3 separate regions of the Sus scrofa genome follow, and regions 2 and 3 are each linked to region 1. A link is a contact called in public HiChIP or PLAC-seq data. All regions are on one chromosome and are shown on one strand. Each heading gives the region's core, a stretch centred on a gene start, on an enhancer-like site or on the middle of the called end of the contact. The rest is flanking DNA. Distances are from core to core; before and after follow the strand shown. Region 1 has its middle 61 kb from the start of AAK1. Region 2 overlaps AAK1 (AP2-associated protein kinase 1). Region 3 overlaps AAK1 (AP2-associated protein kinase 1).

What was found. HiChIP or PLAC-seq counts read pairs in DNA pulled down with a chosen protein or histone mark.
Region 2: a contact with region 1 is called in an H3K27ac HiChIP or PLAC-seq map of alveolar macrophages. The contact joins two enhancer-like sites. A contact is called at or near these places in 1 of 47 Hi-C or Micro-C datasets (epiblast stem cells) and 1 of 2 datasets of contacts at active chromatin or transcription factors (alveolar macrophages).
Region 3: a contact with region 1 is called in an H3K27ac HiChIP or PLAC-seq map of alveolar macrophages. The contact joins two enhancer-like sites. A contact is called at or near these places in 2 of 47 Hi-C or Micro-C datasets (embryonic fibroblasts and heart right ventricle) and 1 of 2 datasets of contacts at active chromatin or transcription factors (alveolar macrophages).

The regions. Positions count from the first base shown.
Region 1 is chr3:72,730,763-72,735,709 of Sscrofa11.1, forward strand. No RefSeq gene overlaps it. Among named protein-coding and RNA genes, the nearest start is that of AAK1, 61 kb to the right of the region's middle. Within about 2 kb of position 2,624, at least 3 of the 83 cell types and tissues checked have an H3K27ac peak or open chromatin away from gene starts, as enhancers often do. A contact at or near this core is called in alveolar macrophages, where this site is marked.
Region 2 is chr3:72,939,130-72,944,076 of Sscrofa11.1, forward strand. All of the region lies in intron 17 of AAK1 (AP2-associated protein kinase 1), which reads left to right. Among named protein-coding and RNA genes, the nearest start is that of NFU1, 41 kb to the right of the region's middle. Within about 2 kb of position 2,357, at least 9 of the 83 cell types and tissues checked have an H3K27ac peak or open chromatin away from gene starts, as enhancers often do. A contact at or near this core is called in alveolar macrophages, where this site is marked.
Region 3 is chr3:72,891,849-72,896,795 of Sscrofa11.1, forward strand. The region is part of intron 5 of AAK1 (AP2-associated protein kinase 1); the gene reads left to right. Among named protein-coding and RNA genes, the nearest start is that of TRNAE-UUC, 89 kb to the left of the region's middle. Within about 2 kb of position 2,078, at least 32 of the 83 cell types and tissues checked have an H3K27ac peak or open chromatin away from gene starts, as enhancers often do. A contact at or near this core is called in alveolar macrophages, where this site is marked.

The sequences.
Region 1 (4,947 bases), core at 1,374-3,873:
TTGCTGACTGGTTGACCCTACTGCAGTAGCTTGAAATCAGCCAGGGTGGGAGTGTTTATACTACAGAAAATGGCACATGCTGTGAGTCAGGGCTCCTCCACCCCCACCCCCACCTTTATCCCAAAGCCAATTACTAAGCATTTACCTTTGCATATCAGAGTGACCTTTCTCTCAATTTCACCTTTCAGACAAATAACTCCTTCCTTGGGGAGAATGAATGACAGTGGGAGACAAGTGCTCAGCTCTAAAAGGCAGACTGCAAAGTTCTTTATGGAAATATGTGGAGATGGAAATAGAGGGCATGTCCCTCCCTCCCTTCCTTCCTTCTTTCCTTCATAATAATACCTACACTGGAAATTTTAGAAAGCAATAGGAGGCAGCAGAAAATGATGGTTGTGAGCAAAGCTTTGGGATTAGAATTTGGATTCACACCCAGCTCTTAACACTCTCTAGCTGTGTGATGTTTTACACAATACAGTTGGAGTGAGAAATATCTTGATATGTATTTGGGGCAGAAGCCAAGCCACTCTGTTCATCAGCTCTCTCAAAAGATCTTGATGGTCCCAAAGAGGCCTGCCTTCTCCTTTGCTGAGCCACTGCTACAAATGGTGACGGCAGTCCACAAACCTGGTCCACAAACCTGGTGGATAGGATCTGGGTGTTATCCTGACAACCTGTGAAGAACCCAGGCCCCAACAGTCCGAGAAGCTCTTGTCTGCCTCTTCTAAAAACAAAATGCCACATGGTCCTGAACATCTGTCCTTTGGTCCTTTTTATGAGGGAGTGGGTAGATCCTGCGGCTTTTCTGAATTTTAATTTCTTCAGTGTTAGGACGGAAATAAAAATACAGCCTCATTGCCTTTGGTGGATACAGATTAAAAGGCCCAGAACCACTGCAAATTTGTTACTGAAGGTGTCTGGAGTTTCCCAGTTGGATTCAATTAGGATGATGGCTGGTGTGGTTGCCCCTCCCCGCCCCGGGCTAAAAGAAAAATGCCTTCATTAACCTTTAATTATTCACAACAAACCCAAAGGAAAAGTCCTTGGCCCAAGTCCTAATGGGAGCTATTAAAGCGCTTTTCCTATTCAGCTGTTTAAACTCAGGCAAATAACCTGGTACTTTGCTGCTGCTTCTCTCCTTAGAATGTGAAAGACCAAGGATGGAGTTTCCCTACTAGTGCACGTTAGGGCTGTGGCCAAATATCTTTATCTTCTTGTTTTCTTGGTTTACTTTTTCTCGCTATGGTTCTCATTTTCTGGTGTGTGTGTGTGTGTGTGTGTGTGTGTGTGTGTGTGTAGGAATGCACATGTGTGGTCTGTTTAGAAGGAGACTTTAGAAGCACAGAATGTTCACCCGTGGTGTGTAAGACACTGCCCCCACCCCCAAAGGAATGGCTAAGAGAATAAAGAGGGGAGAAAAAATAAAATGAGTCAAAAATAGGCAAAACAAAAAAAGCATATGTACAAAAATCGTCTTTCCTTTTCTCAATTTCATGCTTTCTTTTTTTCTCTTTACTGCATTACAGGGTTTTTTTTTCCTTCACATTTCTATATGTCTCTTTTATTCTCTCTGTGCCTTCATTATCTCGACTTCATTAACAGGTCCAAAACCGGAAGTCATTATCTTGACACCTGTAACCCTCAAGTCCTACTTCTCTGTTTTTGTTTTTTTGTCTTTTTCTAGAGCTGCATCTGTGGCATATGGAGCTCTGATTAGATCCAGGCTAGGGGTCTAATCGGAGCTACAGCTGACAGCCTACACCACAGCCATAGCAATGCCAGATCCAAGCTGCGTCCTCGACCTACACCACAGCTCCCGGCAACGCTGGATCCTTAACCTGCTGAGTGAGGCCAGGGATCAAACCTACAACCTCGTAGTTCCTAGTAGGATTCATTAACCACTGCGCTACGACGGGAACTCCCCTACTTCTCTTTCTGAATTCCCTGATCTGTTCTCAGTAGAACCTTCGGGTCAGCCACCGAAATTAAAAAAAAAAAAAAAAAAAAAGCAAATCATTCCTTGTTTTTAAAATCTGCCTTATTGAGGTATTATTTATATACAATGAAAACTCACCCATTTAAACGTGTAGAGTTTAGTGTGTTAAACAAATGTACACAGTCACGTAACCACCACCACAATCAAGACATTTCTATCACCCCAAAAAGTTTCTTATCACTATAGTTTTGCCTTTTCTAGAATGTCATATAAATCAAATTGTAGGAGAAAATGTCCCAATAAAAAGGTAGGAAGGAGAGACCCTGGCCATGATGACTAAGCAAAGTCCAGCCAACTGCCCCTAACCACCACCACCCCCCCCCCCCGCCCCCGCCACATCCGCTTCTGTAAACTTGCTTCCACATCTACTCCCTTGCCTGACCTCACTCCGGTCCTACCAGCCAAGCATGGACCTGGAAGAGGTAGCCCATAAAAGCCTTGTGAAACCCTTCTTTGGGGCTCAGATTCCAGAGAGCGATATCCTCTGAGCCCGCCGGCATAATAAACCTGAGTTCTCCAACCCTCGAGTGCTCGCTTGGTTTCTCGCTGGGTAAAAGAGCTGAGACACTGCAGCCACAGAGCTGCTGGAGCTGGTACACTACAGCCACAGGGCTGTCACTAGAGCTGATACACTGCGGCTGCTGCGGGACTGCTGGGCAAATCATATAGTAACAAAATCATATAGTAGTCTTCTGTGTCTGGCTTCTTTTCTTAGTATGTTGCATTTGAGACTTATCTATGTGGTTGCATGTATCAATAACAGATTATTTTCCACTCCTGAGAAATACTGCATTGTATAGATACATCGCAATTGTTTGTTTACCCATTCCACCAGTTGATCATTAGCACTGTTTAGGGCTATTACGAATTAAGTGCTATGACTATTCACATATAGGTCTTTGTGTGGACATGTATTTTCCCTTCTCTTGGGAGTAGAATTTTATTTCATTTCTAGGAAGAAAATTGCTGAGTGGTACGGTAAGTATAATTTAACTTTATAAAACACTGATAAACTGTTTTGCAAAGAGGCTGCATCGTTTTCATTCTCACCAGCAAAATATGACAATTCCAGTTGTCCCTTGTCATTCCCAATGCCTTCCATTGTCAGTTAAGAAAATTTTTATCCATTCAAGTGGATGTGTCGTACTACCTCATTGTCCTTTTAATTTGTGCTTTCCAGATGACTAATATTGTTGAGCAGATTTTCATATGCTTATTTACCTTGCATAGATCTTCTCTGGTAAATTCTCCATATCACTTGCCTGTTTAAAAATTGGATTTTTTGCCTGTCAGAGTGGCTATCATCAAAAAGAACATAAATAACAGATGTTGATGGGGATGCAGAGAAAAGAGAGCCCCACTTGTGGTTGGGAAGGTAAATTAGTGCAGCCACTGGGAAACAGTATGGAGGTTTTTAAAAAAACTAAAACTAGAACTACCACATGACCTAGCAATTTCACTCCTGAGTATACATCAGAAAAAACCACCAAAAATACTAATTCAAAAAGATATATGAACCTCAATGTTCACAGCAGCATTATGTACAATTGCCAAGACATGGAAGCACCCTAAGTCTATCAACAGATGAATGGACAAAAAAGATGTAGGATATATACACAATGGAATACTACTCAGCCATAAAAAAGAATGAAATTTTGCCATTTGCAGCAACATGGGTGGAATTGGAGAAAGACAAATACTGTATGATATCACCTATATGTGGAATAAAAAAAATACAACAAACCAGCAAATACAACAAAAAAGAAGCTTATAGATACAGAGAACAAACTAGTGGTTACCAGTGGGGAGAGAGAAGAGGGAGAAGCAGTATAGGGGTAGGAAATTAATATTAGACATAAAATAAGCTAAAAGGAAATAGAGAATTACCATATTACCTAGCAATCCCACTCCTGGGCATATATCCAGACAAAACTTTCACTGAAAAAGATACACACACCCCTATTTTCATAGAAGCACTATCCACAATAGCCAAGACATGGAAACAATCTAAACGTCCATCGACAGATGAATGGATTAAGAAGATGTGGTATATATACACAATGGAATACTATTCAACCATAAAAAAGAACAAAATAATACCATTTGCAGCAACATGAATGGAACTAGTGATCCTCATACTAAAGTGAAATAAGTCAGAAAGAGAAAGACAAATACCATATGATATCGCTTATATCTGGAACCCAATATATGGCACAAATAAACCTATCTATAGAAAAAAAAAAAACAACTCATGGACATGGAGAACAGACTTGTGGTTGCCAAGGGGGAGGAGGAGGGAGAGGGATGGACTGGGAGTTTGGGGTTAATAGATGCAAACTATTGCATTTGGAGAGGATAAGCAATGAGATCCTGCTGTATAGCACAGGGAACTATATCTAGTCACTTGTGATGGAACATGATGGAGGATAATGTGAGAAAAAGAATGTATACATATATGGACGACTGGGTCACTTTGTTGTACAACAGAAATTGACAGAACATTGTAAATCTACTAAAATAAACATTAAAAAATAAGCTAAAAGGATATATTGTACAATGTGGGAAATATAGCCAATATTTTACAGTAACTATAAATGGAGTATAACATTTACAAAATGTGAGTGACTATATTGAATATCTGTAAATTTTATACTATTGTACATCAGCTACAATTTAACTTAAAAATGGGTTGTTTGCTTCTAAATTAGTGACTTATAAGAGTTCTTTAAATATTCTGGATACAAGTTCTTTATCAGATACACATTTTACCTATGGAAATAATACAAAATATGAAGAGTCATGCATGAGGTTTTCACATCAATAATTGCAATAAAATTGGAAATGAATTATATTCTAATAAAAGGGACACTATTCACTTCTTTATAATTCAAAGGAATATTTTACAGGCGTTCCCACTGTGGCACAATGGGATTAGCAACATCTTGGGAATG
Region 2 (4,947 bases), core at 1,107-3,606, 210 kb after region 1:
TAGTCTCCTGACAACTCTGCCTCTTAGGACTTAATTTTTTTTTTTTTTTTGCCACAGCATGCAGCAGCTTCATGTGGGATCTCAGTTCCCAGACCAGGGATTGAACCCAGGCCACAGTGGTGAAAGTGCCGAGTTCTAGCCACCGGCCCTCCAGAGAATTCTCTAGGACTTAACATTTTATTTTATGCCTTTTAAGTATTTTCGTATGTAATTTCCTTTGATCCCACCAATAATGCTAACCGGTGGGTATGTGGAGTGATCTCTCTTTTCATGAGCGAGGAAGTGAGGCCTCGGTGCTCCCATGGTGGTGCTCCTCCCTCCTCATGCTCACAGCCCCAAGCAGCAAGTCGTCGTTTGGGGCAGATCCCGGATCAATAAAGCCTATGACTAGAGAGCTAAATTTAAGGTTTAGGGGAATACAAGAATGGATTTGAACTTGTAAGACCTTGGTTCTAGCCACTTAGCAGAAAGGTGATTTTGGTCAAGATACTTAATCACTGTGTCCTTCTCCTCCTCAGAATTGGCGATAGTAGAACCTACCTTATAGAGTGGCTTTTGCGGCTTAGGTGAAATCACATATTTGACATTGCTTCGTGACCTTAAATTAATATAAGATAGGGGAGTTCCCGTGGTGGCGCAGTGGTTAACGAATCCGACTGGGAACCATGAGGTTGCGGGTTCGGTCCCTGCCCTTGCTCAGTGGGTTAACGATCCAGCGTTGCCGTGAGCTGTGGTGTAGGTTGCAGACGCGGCTCGGATCCCACGTTGCTGTGGCTCTGGTGTAGGCCAGTGGCTACAGCTCCGATTCGACCCCTAGCCTGGGAACCTCCATATGCCGCGGGAGCGGCCCAAGAAATAGCAAAAAAAAAAAAAAGACAAAAAAAAAAAAAAAATATAAGATAGGAAGTGCTGTAACAGCTTTACTTCCAGGCCCTTACTCCCAGTGGGGCAGTCCTAGTTATCAAAAAATCTTTAGCAATGATTATTTTTCTCTTACAGAAATTAAATTTGCACTTATAACCTATGACCTTTGCACAATTGTGAACCATTAAAGTATATTTCTTTTATATTAGTGATTGTTAAACTATGAGTGAAGGGGCACTGGGTAATTGGATTTGTTTTTCTTTTCTTCTTTTTTTTTTTAATCTTATTAGGGCCGCACTCATGGCACATGAAGGTTCCCAGGCTAGGGGTTGAATCTGAGCTGTAGCCGCTGGCCTACGCCACAGCCACAGCAACGCAGGATCCAAGCCAAGTCTGTGACCTACACCACAGCTCATGGCAACGCCGGATCCTTAACCCACTGAGCGAGGCCAGGAATCAACCTCTGTCCTCATGGATACTAGTCAGATTGGTGTCCATTGAGGCACCATGGGAACTCGCTGTTTTTCCTTTCTTTTCTTCTCTTTGTTTTTTAAGGAGCATTTTTGTTTTCCAGACTCGTAAAACAAATTTTCTTAGAAAAATCTGGCATTAAAAAAAAAAATTACAGCCTGATCATTGGTTTGAGTGCTCACAGAGCTGCCACATGAAACTAGCTCCAGGGGCACAGAGTATTTCCCTGATGCGTCTATGCTGTGTATTCATTTATTTTGCCTTTTATTTACATTAGGGAACAGATAAGCTATAGGTGGTACCAGAGTTTTAAAATACGGTAGAGAAGATTGAAAAATTTCCTCTGAAAATTGGTGGCAAGATTTAATCATTTTTGAAAATGATTAAATAGTAAAGTATACATAACACAGAATTTATCATTTTAAAATGGACAATTCACTGGCATTAGGTCCATTCATATTGGTTACAACCATCATCCCCATCCATCCACAGAACCTTTTTTCATCTTGCAAAACTGAAACTCTTTACCTATTAAACAATAACTCTCCATTCCTCCCTCCCCCCCCAGCCCCATGGCAACCACCATTCACCTTTCTGTCTCTGTGAATTTGAGTCCTCTTACCTCATATAAGTTGTCTTTTTGTGACTGGCTCATTTCACTGAACATAATGTCTTCATGATTGATTCATGTAGTAGCATATGTCAGAATTTCCTTTCTTTTTTAGGCCAAATAGTATTCTATTGTATGTATATTCCACACTTTGTTTATCCATCCATTTGTCGTTTGACACATGGGTTGCTTCTATCTTTTGGCTATTGTGAATAATTCTTCTATGAACATGAGTGTACAAATATGTCTACAAGACTCAAGACTCTTTGGGGTATATACCCAGAAATAGAATTACTGAGTCCTATGGTAACTCTATTTTTAATTTTTTGAGGAACTGCTGTACTATTTTCCACAATGACTACACCTTCTTGCATTCCCTCCAGCATTGCTCAAGAGTTTGAGGGAAAGATTTTTATAGCAACCCCTTATACCGACCTTTCAACATCAGTGTTCCACAAGACTAAGCAAGAATGTATTAGTTGCCCCATAAGTGCCACTTCCTAGAATTAGCAGTTTTTTTTAAAGAAGCGCTTCTTGGTTTATGGCACTCTGTCTTCTCTTGACAAGTGGGCAGGAGAAGCCGTATTTTCTTAGTGGCTTGTTGTCAAGATAGGCATTCCTCTCAGAGCTGTTTGCTTGGCATCTTCCTTACTTCTACCTGCTGTCTTGTCAAAAAGTCCAAGGTTGATCAGAGTATGTGTCTTTACTCTGGAACGTTTACCCTCCCACAGATTCGGGTCTCTAAAGTGGACTTGGAATGGGTCATGGTGGTGGACTTCTGCTTCCAACTTGCACATGTCACAGATGGTTGAGTATCTGGTTTCTCAGTGAGAGGAGCTATTTAGGGTGACTAAGTTTTAAAAACAGCATCTCCTGTTACAAGACTTCAGGGCTTACACCCCCAAGTCAGACAAGATGTAAATTTCCAAAGCCACACTGCTATAGCAGCCAAATCATCTTTTTGGATGTGGCTTGCATCTGGCTCTTCCACGCTTGTTAGTTCACTCTGCTATCTCCTCATGGTCATATTCTTAATTAGGGCTGGAATGGGCCTGGAGCAGGGCCGCAGACGTCTTAGCCTCTATCCATAGATATCTCCTCACTTGTGATGTATAAAAGAGAGAAAGCTCACAACTTGCAGTATATCCCAGCTCATGCCCAGAAGTGGTTCTGATTAGCTAACCTTAGACTGGTTTATGAAGATTTATTGCCTTCTTCATGTTTTCAGTAACCATGTCCTGAGAGAGAGGCATATGAATCTGAATTGGATTCATTCCTACCTCAACTCCAGCAGCTGCCTCCTGCTCTCTTCCCCTCTGACTTCAGTTTAATAGGAGAGGGGAGGTGCTCAGAAGACCCTTTCCCTCACTTTCCCCCTCCTTTTCAAATTATTAACAGTCCTCTCCTTTAAAATTACTCCTCGTTTCCACTGTCCAGGCTCACGAATTCTGCATCCATTTTCCTTCAGGGGTCCACCTTCTCAGTCTTTTTTTTTTTTTTTTTTTTTAATGGCCTCACCAGTGGCATAATGAAGTTCCCAGGCCAGGGATTAAATCCAAGCTGCAGCTGTGGCAATGCCAGATCCTTAAATCCACTGCGTGGTGTGGGGGGTGAAACCCATACCTCTGCAGCAACCCAAGCCACTGCAGTCAGGTTCTTAACATACTGTGCCACAGGGGGAACTCCTTCTTAGTCTTTTAACCATGATTTCAGCACTTTTCCAAACTCTTAACCTGACCCACTTTTATTTGGGAAACCTAGACACTTGAGAAAGACCTGATTTTAGTGCTAGAAATGTGATACGGAAATACCACCCACAGAAATATATGCGCAGACAACTCATAAAAGACAAAATAGGAATTAGCCACTAAATAATTTTTTGAAAGTTTACCCATCAAGATGAACCCAAGAAGTATCAGTTAGGAAGCAAGGAGGTAGTGCAACTTCTGCTGTCAGATTGGTAAAGGGGAAAAACACCACCACCTCAGCCTTGGTGAAAGTGTCAAAAAATGGACACACTCAGATCCTGCTGGTGGGAATAACAGGTAGTGCAGCTTTCAGGGAGGATAATGTGGCCTTTTAAGATTTTACTTCTTGGGAGTTCCCATTGTGGTTCAGTGGAAACTAATCTAACTAGCAGGTTCAATCCGGTGTTGCCATGAGCTCTGGTGTAGGTCACAGACGTGGATCGGATCCTGAGTTGCTGTGGCTGTGGCGTAGGCCGGCGGCTGCAGCTCCGATTCGACCCCTAGCCTGGAACCTTCATATGCTGTGGGTGTGGCCCTGAAAAAACAAACAAACAAAAAAGATTTTACTTCTTGATTTAGCAATTCTAAGTTATTCTAAGAAAACATGAATATGCTTAAATAATTTTTGAATGATCAGAGTTTATAGGAAAAGCCTGGAAGAGTTTTCATTAAAAATTCAGTAGTGGATATCTATCATTACAAGTGAAATCATGGGTAGTTTTACTTTTCCCCTTTATCTTCTCTGTATTTTCCCAAACTATACAATAAACATGCATTGTTTTCATAATAAGGTAAAAGACAATTGAAGTTCGTTCTTTTTGCAAATGAGGAGCGAGCTCAGCTGTTCCCCCATCTCCTCACCCTGTTTTTCTGGCTGTGCATGTCTGTGCAGAGTCAGCACATTGAACAGCACGTTGAGTCAGCTCTCTGCATTTCCTGAAACCTGCCACCTTGGGGCCACTCATTTTAGCTGCTGTCCATGTCACCGAAGAGCCCTCCAAGTGTCCCTTCCCTGCCTTTATTACCACTTCAGAGCTCCAGTGATTTCTTAGGCAGTCCATCTTCTAAGCAACTAGTTTCTCCTTCCTGTTTTCGCCTTCTTGTTGTGTGATTGAACTTTTAGAAGTGGATAAGATCTTGGAGCTCCTGTCATGGCTCAGTGGTTAACGAATCCGACTAGGAACCATGAGGTTGCGGGTTCTATCCCTGGCCTTGCTCAGTGAGTTAAGGATCCAGCATTGCCATGAGCTGTGG
Region 3 (4,947 bases), core at 828-3,327, 160 kb after region 1:
CAGAGCTGCTGTGAGGTGGCGGCGAAGTATCACACGTGATGGGAACTTGAGGCATGCAGCTCGGTGGACACGGTGTTGCCTGGGGACACGGAGTAGGTTGGTGGCTGCACTCCAGCAGCTGGAGTGCAGTTTCTTCCCTCACTGCTCTCAACAGCCTGTGAAATGTCTCAGCAGAAGAGCTCGGAGCCATCTGGAATCTGAGGGTGAGGCCTGGGCACCATCTTTCCCAGTCTGCCCTCAGCCCCTGCCCCTTGCCCCTGTTACCCCGGTCTGGGAACTCAGTTATTGTGTCCAGCCAGTACTGAAGAGCATTGGCTCTGCTGCTGGATTACCAGTGTGGTTCAGGAGACTTTGTTTCCCTTTCTTCTCCACCTTAGAAATAGAGAACCTAAATAGGGGTCCCTACGAGGAGGCCTTAGTTGCAATTGTTCTAGAGGCCTATTGCTGTTTTTTTGTTTGTTTGTTTTTAGGGCCGCATGTGCAGCATATGGAATTTCCCAGGCTAGGGGTCAAATTGGAGCTCTTACTGCCAGCCACAGCCACACAGGATCTGAGCCACGTCTGCAACCTACACCACAGCTCACGGCAACACCGGAACCTTAACCTAACTGAGCGAGGCGGGGATCGAACCCGCATCCTTGTGGTTACTAGTCAGGTTCGTTACTGATGAGCCAAATGGGAACTCTTTCTGGTTGTATTGATGAAGCTTTCCCAAACTCCCCAAGTCTTACACTCAGTGCCATCTGGGTGCTTTTGTTAGCATGTTAGTTTTTGTTGATTTCTACTACTGGGTGCTCGGTGGGCAGTCCCATCTGCTGGCTGTACTGCCAGCTTCCTAGTCCGGAGCGAAAAGCCCCCCCGTACCTCCTGTTTGCCCTGGCTGTCGTTACCTCACAGGGCCTCAGCCACCCCGAGCTCTGTGTCACTGCTAGAACCAGCCACTCTAGTCCTGGCAGTAGCCAGACCCAAGAGTTCTTTATTCTCCTCTCGGCCAGAGAAAGTGCTCGTGGCTGGTCTCAGTTGCCTCTCTGTGAGTGGGGTTTCCACTTGGTGAGGAGGCCACAGTGGGACGCAGGAAGGAGCCCAGGCCAGGCCAGCTGTGGACTCCTTGTTGAGCCTGTGCCGCCCCACCCCCACCCCTGCCGTGTGGGGGTCTGCTTGTTCCCATGAGAAACTGAGACAGGCCCTTTCTGCCCTGCCTACTCTGTGTGTGTGGTCTGTCTTTCAAATTCCAGAGAGGAAATAAGCTGAAAGCAGTCCCTGACCTTAAGCAGCTTATGTTCTAAAAATAACCATGACAGAAGTTCTGGTCTTTATTAAAAGTCCCTCCTCAGAGTTCCCTGGTGGCCCAGCAGTCGAGGATCTATTATTGTCACTGCCGTGACTCGGGTCACTGCCATGCTGTGGGTTCAATCCCTAGCCCAGGAATTTTCACTTGCCATGGGCACAGCCATAAAATAAAAAAGTCTCTCCTCAAATATATTGCCATTTTCATTATTTCCCCCACTTTTATTGTCATCCCTCTGAGGAGTGACGGGGGGGTTGTCATTGCACATCTCCTTTTACTCAGGAAACCTCTGCCCAGAAGGGCTGTGACCTGCACAGTGAATTCAGTGATCAAAGCAGATTAAAGGCCAAAGTTTTTTACACTCATTTTGGTTTTTGTTGGTTTGGTATTGCTGCATTTTGCCATGCCGTTTGTCCAGGCACTTCAGAAAGGGGGGAAGGATTAAGACATTCAAGTCCTGAATGTCTCCTCTTTTGTCAGAAAAGAGATTTCGATCTCATGAAGTAGAGTAAGAGGGAGATTCTTGTCCTGTTTTTGGAATCACAGGTTTGAAAACCTGCATTCATCCAATCCTCCACAGTGTTCAGTGGTACTAAACTCTGTGGCTGAAATGCCTGCATGACATATCTATTTGGAATAATGTCAAGATGAAGAGGTCGGGAGGAGGTGATTTTCCAGACCTTTTAGCTAAGCTGGAAGCCAAGTTTGGGAGTGACAACTTTAATAACCTCTTAAGCTGAGAGGTTGGGAAATAAGGTCAGCAGCGTAAAACTCTCAATGAGCCGAAAGACTGCATGTTGTAAGCAGCTGTGACGTGCTAGGCTGACTAAATGACTTGGCTGAAAACACAGTCACTGTGCAGATTCTCTGAAGCTTTCGCAAGATGGTGTATGAATAGCCAGTTGGTTCTCTACCTCCCTAAGCTCTTGGCCCTGGTCATCTCTTACCTGAATGATGATACCCACCCTCATTATATCTTTCTCACATTCTCCCTCCTCTGTCACTGTGCCGACCTTCCTAAAAAGCCTCTTGTCATCTGCTCTTCACTGTTAAAAATGCCGAGTGGCTCCCTTGTGGCCTCCCTCAGTCTTCGCTCCTTCTGCTCCTCTGGTCTTCACTCCCCTGCACCCTTCTCTTTCTCCAGTCTGAGCTGTCTGTGTTCCTTAACTGTGTAATGCTTGTCAGTGCAGCAGATGAGGGTGTAGTCCCAGCCGTGTGGCAGCCTGAGCCCGAATCCTGCCCTAGCAGCCCTGTGACCTCAGGCATGAGAGGTAACTGGACTCTGTTCTCTCAGGTGTTAAGTAAGGACAGTGAGGCTTTATAAGAATTTCCTGGAGTTCCTGCTGTGGCACAGTGGGTTTAGAATCCGGTGTTGTCCCTGTGGCAGTGTGGGTTCTATCCCTGGTCCAGCACAGTAGGTTAAGGATCGGATGTTGCCGCAGCTGTGGCATGGGTTGCAGCTGTGGCTCAGATTCTCTCCCTGGCCCAGGAACTTCCACATGCCACAAGTGCAGCTCTTTCATGAAATATTTCAGAATTTCATGAAATACTGCAGATAAAAGTGTGTGTGGAGCAGTGTTGGACACATACTAAGTTCTACTAGATGTTGATACCATTGTTAGGATCACTCCTGCCCCTCTGCCTTCCTGTTATTAGTTCACTTACCTAAGTCCTGCACTTCAAGTTCCAGCATTACCTCATAGCCTCATTCATAAAGGTGCTAGCCCATAATATGTCTGATCAGTGGCACCAGTGCCCAAGACAGTGCTATCCCAGCCACAAAGGCCTGTCTCTGTGCCTCAGACACCTCACACATGCTCCCATCTCCAGGCCTTGGTACAGGTTGATCTCTGCTAGGAATGCTCCTTCCCCATTGGGTCCATGACTGCTCCCTTCTTTCCTTTCTTTCAGCAACCTTCCCTGAGTGTGATGCTTACAGTAGCATCCTTCTTCACCTTATGTATATTTAACTTGTTGTTTGTGTGGGGGTGTGTGTGTGTGTGTTTGTATGTGTGTTTCTCTTTTTGGCCACACCCATGACATGTGGAAATTCCCAGGCCAGGGATCAAACCCATGTAACAGCAGTAACCAGAGCCACAGCCGTGACAACACCATATCCTTAACCCACTGAGCCACCAAGGAATGCCTGCTATTTTTTTTTCATAACGTTTTTCACAATTATATCTTTTTTTTTTTTTTTTTGTCATCAGATGGACTCTAAGCACTAGAGATGATGAGCTTTGATTCATTCACAGTCTTATTCACAGAACCTAGAAACGTATTTGGCAGGTAATAGGAAGTAGTGGGAGCTACAGTGTAGTTCTTTAATAAATGAATGGTAACAACATCTGCTTTACATTTGTATTGGGAGATTTACAGTGTGCTTTCATGTACGTTCTCTTCCTTGTTTCCTAACAGCGATAGCAATATTAACAGCTTTGCTTTACAGATAAGAAGCCCAGAGAGGTTTGAAGATGTGTCTAAGGCCGAACACCTCATATAGTCCCTTAAGTCTTGTAAACCCCAGGTCCAATGTGGTTGCCACACATCATGCTCTGTATTAAGTGTTTTGTTCACGATGGTGGTGGCGAGGATGGAGGTCTTCACAGGTGTTACCTGTCATGGGGACACACTGAGAGGCTCGGAACATGCAGCTGCTGCCACACTGGCTGTTGCCTTCCTAATCTCAACTGATCCTCCTGCCAGACTTGCCCGGTAGCCAGAGCAGGGATTATTGTTCTTATCTGCATTGATAGTTGCTTGATATTGCACAAGCTTTTCCTACATTGATATCTCTGGCTCTTTTATCTGCTTTTGTACACACCCTTAATTTTTAACTGGTTTTCCTATAAATGTAGTTATCTTTGTGGGAGGGGGGAGGCAAGCCAGGGGCTGGGTTGGGTATAGTATAATTCCCAAGTACTGTCAGTCAGGAACTAACCAGAAATGCAAACCTAGTTTTTAGGGTGGGGAAAAAAACAAGAACAAATACAGCCCAGTGGGCATCATCTTTAGTCTGTCCATTGCTGTTTAGTTCTCCTCCCTTCCTCAACAGGGGTTTTGCTGCCTAGAACTACCTTGTTTGTGTTTTGATATGAATGAGCTTTTCAGTTTTCTAGATTGTGCATTCTAGCATTAGATGTATTGAATCTAAATTGGGAAGGGACTGCACACATACAACAGGAGAAGCATGTTTTCACATGAGCCCTGTGGGATGCGTGAGGTCAGCAAGGAAGATTGTTGCTGAAAGATGCTGAGTAAGGGATTTAGTAGTCCCTGGTCTGTGTAAAATACTGGACTGGGTATTGTGGGGACACAGGGGCATGATATGATTGTAGACCAGAAGCTGGTGAACCTCTCTGCAGTGGGCCAGAGAGTAAATATTTCAGGTTTTTCGGCTATAGTCTCCGTCTAAACTGTTCACATCTACTGTTGGAGCTCAAAACCCGCCATAGTCTAAAGGATAAATAACCAATGCGCATGGCTTGGTTTGGCCAAGAGGTCTCACTTTGCCAACCCCTCCTAACAATGGTAAGCTCTGTAGATTTTTGTGGGGCAGCCATGGAAAGTTTTGAGGAGTTATGACTTGAGCAGGACCTTGAAGAATGACTAGGATTTGACTAATAGAGAATGAGCCATTGAATAAAACGACAAACTAG